Regions from separate parts of the Mus musculus genome. Here region 1 is linked to region 2. Evidence: chromatin contacts called from public Hi-C data. All regions are on one chromosome and are shown on one strand. Each heading gives the region's core, a stretch centred on a gene start, on an enhancer-like site or on the middle of the called end of the contact. The rest is flanking DNA. Distances are from core to core; before and after follow the strand shown. Region 1 has its middle 26 kb from the start of Map2k6. Region 2 holds the start of Gna13 (guanine nucleotide binding protein, alpha 13).

Region 1 (4,111 bases), core at 82-2,581, 1.0 Mb after region 2:
ATATTTATATATATATATATATATATATATATATATATATATATATATGAATATAAATGTATGTGTGTGTGTGCGTGTGCGCACGCGCGGGCGCGCATGCTGCTTCTATACTTCTCCACTGAACAAAGCACTCTAAGCTGGCTAAGGTTAGAGATGTAGCTTGGGTGACTAGGAAGGCTCCGGATTACAATCTCATCATACTCTCGGGCAGGTCTCTCCATACATGACTGCTTTCATCAGAATCTCTGGCGAGGGTTCTAGAGACTGAGAAGAATAGAGGTGGCGGTAGAAAAGCCCACCAAAAGTTCCTATCCTCCCCATCACGCTGAGCAAGAAAAAGCAAACAAATTCAACTCACATCGATTAAGTACCACATGCTAGAGGTTGTATGATGGACAGAAAAACAAAAACAAACAAACAAACAAACAAACAAAGCTCGACTCTCGCGAGATTTACTGAGGAGTGAGGCTGATGGGAAATTAAAGAGACTGAAACAAGCAAAGGGCGGAAGTCAGCAGGCATCAGAAAAAGTGACCTTTGAATTGCGACTTTTTTTTTTTTTTTTTTTTGGTTTTTCGAGACAGAACTGTGACTTTAAGGAGGTCAAGGAGTCGTCCCTGAGGCCATGGTGGGGTGGGGATCCAGGTAGAAAACCCTGAGGCAGGTGAACGCCTGCAATTAAAGTCTAACAAGGAGAATCCAGATGAAACCTGCTTTTCTTTCTTCAGGAAGGCCAGCTGTCATCCCCCAAGCTTTTGAGTCTTTCGTAGGGCTCCAGTTAAGGAGATCTTCCTTCTAGTCTTCTAAATGCCTGCATTTTGTTATATGAATAATTACATGGCAGTCAAAAACCAGAAAGTGTCCCAAGACGGGGGTGGGGGGGGTGGGGGGGGGAGGGGAAGGCTTGAAGGGGGAAGGTGACGAGAGAGTACAACAGAAGTGACATGTGATATGACAGTGGGGACACCAGCTTATGTGGAGTGGGGGGCGGGGCAGGCAGGGAGATGGACCGGGATGGGAGGGGAGGTGAGCAACCAAAACCAAACTTGTATGTTTAATTATATGATTAATACTTATATTATTATATAAAGAGGCAGCCAGCCTGTGGAGTCTTAGGTAATCCGTGTGCATACCGAAGTCTAAGCGTCCACACTCAGGAATGGGAAGCCTTCTCAAAGAATAAAATATTACATTGTATTTGCTGTGCCGTTCTGTTTGTAAGGTCACATGCTCAAACGTGGAACGATTTAGAGAGTAGCAATCACAAGCCCTTCTGAGCGCTGAACAAGAAAACTCAGATGTCTCAAAAAAAGAGAAGAATTTAGGAACAAAGAAAGAAGAAGTGAAAGCCGGGTATTGACTTTAAATCTATCGGAACAGAGAGCCACACAGCTGTGATGACTATCATGAGTGAGGGGACGTGAAGGTGACACAGAGACAGGATAACCTTAAAACCCCTCTAGCTCACCATGAAAATAGGAAGAAGAGCGTTTCAATCTTTCAAAGAAGGTATTCCATGGGTACCAAGATTGAAGTACAATGTATTTTAAGACAGAATTACCTAACCAGCATAAAGTTATAGATCTACCTGCAGCACCACACGCAAGCTAAGTGAAAATCAACAAACCAAACAAAATAGCGAAAGGATCCTGTTTTTATACCTGGCTTCTTGTTGTTATTGTTGTTGTTGTTAACCTTATAGACATATTTCAGGAAACGAGTTCTTTTGTGGTGAAGAAACAAACGTGTGAAGTTCACCCATTTCTTCTATTTCATTTCCTTTTTTTGTTGTTGTTGTTGTTCTATACAGAACTCAAGAAAGCTTACTGCTTTAATTATAGTAGCATTTATAATTATTTGTAGCACCTTATCTTTCTTATTGTCAGTCCAGCACCCGTCCTTTATCTGAACATACTCCAAAAAATGCCAACATTTTTGTTATGCGTGAGTGGTACCTGAAGTGGTGTTCAGTGTTGAAATCCTAAGCATTTAAATGGTCATGTTTCTTATATATCTTCCTTGGCTTAATTACTTCAAACAAATGTACATAATTGAAGGAAAACATAGTGGACATAAGAAATCCTGTGACAAAGGGAAGGTGGGCATAAAGTTGCCCACCTCTATCTGAGGACCTAATGCAACAGATAGCTTCTGAGAGAGGGGGAGTCAATTTTCTTTAATGGGCTGACCCCTGTTAGGTCCAGGCCTCACACCCAAGAGTATCTAGGCAGCACAAATTGAACTTCCTGGGTAGAAGGAGAGCATGTTTGGAAGATAAGGGAGTTTGGGCAGAGGGTAGAGCGGGGAATCTAGGAGGAGGTAGGGAAGGGTGCATGAATATGACCAAAACCTCGAATTACATTATCAAAAAATTAATTAAAATATTTTTAGACAATAAAAATGGAAAACCAGGCATTTTCAAAACTGGAAAACAACTCATTTGATTTAGATGAGTTTTTATTGTCGTCCAGTCGTTTTTCCATTTTGATTTTTTTTTTTTTTTTTTTTGCAGAGTAGCAAGAAACGAAGATTAGCATCAAGAAATAAGTGATAAAAGTCGTATACTGTTAAAAGATTCGGCTCTGAGAAATCCAATTGCTTTGCATCTTCATATAAAGTAGAATCCTTCATACCCTGGGGGTTTTCAAAGGATTTTCAGCTGCTTCTTGGAATTCGGCAATTGCTGATAGCACACTTTCAGCTCTTCTGTTCTTGCAAAAGCTCACTCTGCAGTTAGATACCATGCCTGCTGTGCACCTGCCCACGTCAACATGCTGCACTCAGACTGCCACCAGCTGACTTATTAATTTCAGTGAGTTTAGAATGCAATTACGAATTGCCCAGACAAATGTCTCTGAATAACCGTAACTCCTCGTATACAAGTTGACATCCAAATTATCGATATGTTTGGTGGAAAGGGATTTCTTCAGTTCGGATTCACAAATCTTCGTGATGAGACCTTGCAGCTAAGTAGCACGCAGGCAGAAATGCACACAGTCCTATTAAGAATGAGTAGCTGGAGAGGTGGCTCAGTGATCAAGAGCACTGGCTGCCCTGGCAGAGGGCTCAGGTTTGATGCCCAGCACCCATACAGTAGCTCAGAAACTGTTAACTTACATTTCAGGGGCTCCAATGCCCTGTTCGTATCTCTGAGGGCATTGCACACACATGCTGCACAGACATACATGCAGGCGAACATTCACACGCTTAAAAGAAAACCGTTGGTTGGTTTTGGAAAGAACTAGCTTTTGACCTGGATTCTTCCAGGTACAGCAATCTACCCAGATTTTTCTTTTCTTTCTTTTCTTCTTTTACTTTTTTTTTTTTTTTTTTTTGAGACAGGGTCTTTCTACATAGCCCTGGCTATCCTAGAACTCACTATCTACGTCGGCTTGGAACTCACAGAGATCTGCTGACCTCTGGTACTGGGATTAAGTGTGTGCATTGCCTGCCAGGCTCATTCTTCTTTAGTGGAGAAAACAGGATGTATTCTATAGGATTTGTGAATAGGCCATAAGACGAGCACAGTGCTTAACTCTTAGGCTTCCAGTTACAGAATTATTCAATTAAATATCAATTTGAATAACCAAGCTAATACTGGAGCATTGGTTTGCAGGATAAATAGAAATTGTCATATAGAGATACAATTCTATATCCTATATTCTGGTCATTTGAATCTTGGCTATAATAATCATTCTTGCCTACCTGATTGGGGTATCTACCTTTCAAAGCACTTGAATGGGAATGGAGAGATGTCTCACTAGTGGGTTAAAAGCACTTAAAGAATCCATGTTTAGTTCATAGCACTTACATGCTAAGTTCACAACCGTCTGAAGCTCCAGTTCCAGGACACTCAGAATTCTCTTCTGACCTCCCGGATTACAAGGAATGCACGTGGTGGATATGCATACATGCAGGCAAAAATATCAAAATATCCGCACACATGTTAACAAATCTAAAATACTTAAAAGTGGTTGAATGGACACATCTGCCCCATGTTACACTGATCTATCCAGAGAGAAGGACTCGGGAGAATGGCAATCGGCAAGACTAGGCAGAAAGCTAGGACTTGAGTCACCTACTTTTTTTTTGGGAGTGGGGGTGGGGGAGT
Region 2 (3,888 bases), core at 1,015-3,514:
TCTTTCGGCACTTTTACTCTTTTTTATGACTGCACGATCTGTTGCTTGGATGAATCACATTTTGTTTAGCCATTCATTTGCCAATGGGCATTTGGGTCGTCTTAAGTGGTATTCATTTATTTTGTTGTTGTTCTTAACAGCGCTGCCAGGACCATGGGTGTCCACGTTTTTGCCTGAGCAGCGTGCTGGGTTTTCTGAGGGTACACACCTCGGAGTGGACCTGCCTGGTCACGTGGTAGTTCTATGTTTAGCTTTTGAAGAACCACTAAACGGACTCACTTTTATGCTTATGATTTACAAAGTGTCTTGATCACCAGTTACACAAAGCAGCCAAACCCCAGCCCGGGCTTTAAACGTTTCTTTTCAGAAACCCTGATTAGGGCAGCCAGGCTCAACCCGAGCCAAATTTGTTCCAAGGCGAGGTTCCACTCAGGACTTTGAACAGCCTCCCTGCTGTGTTACATGTCCCGACAAGAACTGGCCAGGCAGGAATCCCTTCCTGCCTCCTAGGCATCCTTGCTTTTCCACTCTGTTGTGTACACCTCAGGAAAACGAAGATGCTTAATCTAACGTACGCATTTCCCTCCTCTGTTTCTGCTAATGAATTCGGACTAGAACATGGAGGTAATTCAGGGCCTTGGTGTCTACCTGTCCTGGGTAGAAGCTGGCCTTTTCACGGCCCTAGAACAGGGTATCCCTAACAGTGATCAAGGTATATACAGAGATCAACCATCTATGACAGACTTTGGTCACAAATCAGTCCTGACTTTAGCAATCCACAGATGCTGGATGCGAGCTCAGCCTACTTTGCACACAGCCTACTCTGTGGGCTCAGGTCCGCTCGCGGTCTCAGTGGATGTAACAGGAGACAATTCTACTACATGTATTGTTTACTGCAGCCAGTGTAGTGAGTGAGTCGTGAGCTACCCAGTCATTGGCCCAAATGGACAGTAACTGATGGACTGACTTATAGTGCTGGTTTTTAAAATTTTAAACTTGTGCATGTCACGGTGTTGACCTCTTTACCCCAACTCCCTAACACACAGGAAGTTCCCAAGTTGCACACGAGTCAGGTCCCAGGAGCAAAACCAGACAGGCATCAACTTTGAAACTGACAAGAATGAAGAAGTTGGCTTCTGAGGTCCTTGCTACAGTCATTCAGCTGTCACTAGTCACGTGTTCCCCAGGAGTCTCTTTTTCAGGTGTTCTGGCCTGATCTGCTGGTATGACAGAAAAAAAAAAGTTTCTTGTCTGTCATATCCTCTGTAATCCGGCAGGAAACCCAAAATGTGCCTGCTGCAGTCCTAGGCTGAGCGCTTATCTGCTTCCTTGGGAAGAACGTGCATCAGAGTGTCCGGTTTAGGGGGATTTTCAACATGACCTCACCCTCTCCACCATTCACTGACCTCAGAAGGCATTACCCAAGTCACAAGTGCAGCTCGGATGGGAATCTAATGAGTGAGCCAGCCGCCAGCGACCTTCCTGGCACATCTCACGAGAACATCAACTCCAACTTCCCCTCAAACCAGGGCAGGTTATCAATAGTGCCCTGAGCTGCTAGGGTGAGGTGTTGATCAATAACGACATCTGACATCTACTTATCCTTCCAGATTCGGGATGGTTAGGATGACAAGGGGGCGGGGAAGGGTCGCTGCTAATTAAACGCACGATCTTGAAGGAAAGCTCTTGCCTGCCGGTAATACCAGAAACGGACAGGGAGGCTGAAGCAAGACGATTGTCACAAATTTAAGCCAACTTGGGCCGCAGGGATCTTGTCTCAAGAGTTAAAACAAAACAAAACAAAACAAGGCAAACTGTAACGAAGGAAGGCTTGCACTGGTCGGGTGCGGGGATGTCCCAGCCAATGGTCTCAAAATAGGTCGCGTGAAGGTGACAGCAAGCGGCGGGCGAGTAACTATGGGAAAGGGCAGTGGGATCTGTAGTGAGAAAGATGCCCCAGCGGAAAGGGGTCAGGATGGGCTTTGCTTACTCGCCTCGGGGCTCCGGGAAGCGGTGGCACTAAAGGGAAACAGAAACTCTGGATCCGCAGGCGCGCGCGCCCAGCCTGGCCCACGTGACCCGGGCTCCGCCGCTCTCCGAGCGCGCTCCCGGCTGCACAGGAGCGCGTGACTCCCGCCGCTGCCGCTCCCTCCTCCGCTCGGCGTGCCTGCGTGCGCGTACCCGAAAGGCAGCGGGCACGCGCACGCCCAGAGGGCCGCCGCCCCTCCCCGGGCCCGCCCTCCCTCCCTCCCTCCCTCCCTCCCACCCTCCCCCGGCCGGCGCGGCCCGCCCTGGCGAGTCAGTCCTCGGGTTCCCTCCCTCCCCGGGCGCGCTCGGGCCGCCGCTGCGCTCCCCGCCCTCCAGCCGCCTTGCCGGAGCCGCCCGCTGCCGGAGGAGGAGGTGGAGGAGCCGCAGGGGCCCGCCGAGGCGGCGGCGGCGGCAAGATGGCGGACTTCCTGCCGTCGCGCTCCGTGCTGTCCGTGTGCTTCCCGGGCTGCGTGCTGACGAACGGCGAGGCCGAGCAGCAGCGCAAGTCCAAGGAGATCGACAAATGCCTGTCGCGGGAGAAGACCTACGTGAAGCGGCTGGTGAAGATCCTGCTGCTGGGCGCGGGCGAGAGCGGCAAGTCCACCTTCCTGAAGCAGATGCGGATCATCCACGGCCAGGACTTCGACCAGCGCGCGCGCGAGGAGTTCCGCCCCACCATCTACAGCAACGTGATCAAAGGTGCGGGGCGCGGCGGGGCTCGGGGACCCCTGGGGAGCCGGGCCGGGCACCGCCCTCATCCGCCGGGTCCCCAGTCGGAGGAGACCGAACGGGATCAGATCGGACGGGCGAGCGGGTGGGCGCGCCTTGGGCACCGTTCTGTGCGCCCTGTTGCCCTGGTCCCTTCGATCCGGGACGCCCCGCTGTCCCCCCCGTGCTACCCCGGTGAGGGTCACGGTCGGCCCAGCACTCCGCGGCTGGCCTCGCCCCCTCCAAGAGGGAAGTGCGGCGAGTAGGGTGACTCGGGGCAGCGGGGCAACTTGTGTCCTCCCTGCACTCCGGGCAAGACCACCCATCAGTAGCCCCAGGTCCTACACTCCCTATCCCTTCCTATCCTTCTTTCCTTTCTGCCCGTCCCTGGTGGGTGACCCTAGTAACCGGGTATGTTACCCTTCCAGCTTTGGGCTTCCTAGGCCACCTCTTGACTTAAGCAAGTTCTGGAACGGTTGTAATGAGGAAACTTTTTTTTTTTTTTTTTTTTTTTTTTTACCCTGAGACTCTTGTCAAGGGCATAGAGTGACAGCCTCTAGAGCCTTTTGGGGCAAGAGTATGAAACTCACGTTTACTGAACTGGCATCAGGAAAGTCTATTAAAAAAAATTAGCGCGAGTGGTTTTATCGGCTCATTGCTACAGGATGTTTGTAATCACAGTTCAACATGTTGCACACTTTTTTTTTTCTTAATAACTCGAGACAGGAGAAAAAAACAGTATCATTTCATATCATTTCTAATGCTTTCATGAATTTATGTTTAAATACATGTGCTGGACTGCATGGTGGGCTTCACAAATCCTGTTGAACAGTATTTTAAATACTGTTCCTTAAGTGAAAACCACCCAATATTTTTATTCCTTAGTGTTCAAATAAGTTGCAGAGGTGGCTTTTATTTTTATCATTTAAAAGAATCATCTTGTTTTTTTTAATTTTTTTTTCTTTAGTGTCAGGTATTTTCTACCTAAGAGAAGTTGGCAGAGTTGAGGCACAGCAGCACATCAGAAAACAGATTTCTGAGTGGTTAAGGAGTCACCCTATTAAATCTAGGGCTTGGAAGCAAACTTTAATTTTGTAGGTCTTTTCAAGGAGTTGTGTGACTTTTTTTTAAGCATATTTTTTGTTGTTCAAG

The links. A called contact is a pair of places that touch in the nucleus more often than the background predicts.
Region 1: a contact with region 2 is called in a Hi-C map of B cells, with 6 read pairs. The contact joins the enhancer-like site here to the promoter of Gna13 in region 2. A contact is called at or near these places in 1 of 39 promoter capture datasets (liver), 1 of 484 Hi-C or Micro-C datasets (B cells) and 4 of 115 datasets of contacts at active chromatin or transcription factors (embryonic stem cells, extraembryonic endoderm stem cells and pancreatic cancer cells).

What each region holds. Positions count from the first base shown.
Region 1 is chr11:110,371,465-110,375,575 of GRCm38.p6, forward strand. No RefSeq gene overlaps it. Among named protein-coding and RNA genes, the nearest start is that of Map2k6, 26 kb to the right of the region's middle. Within about 2 kb of position 1,332, at least 36 of the 459 cell types and tissues checked have an H3K27ac peak or open chromatin away from gene starts, as enhancers often do. A contact at or near this core is called in B cells, where this site is marked.
Region 2 is chr11:109,360,530-109,364,417 of GRCm38.p6, forward strand. It overlaps Gna13 (guanine nucleotide binding protein, alpha 13), which reads left to right and starts at 2,265. Exons shown (of 4, transcript NM_010303.3): 1 at 2,265-2,727. The coding sequence starts at 2,445. It overlaps Gm11696 (predicted gene 11696), which reads right to left and starts at 3,125. Exons shown (of 2, transcript NR_038097.1): 1 at 2,577-3,125.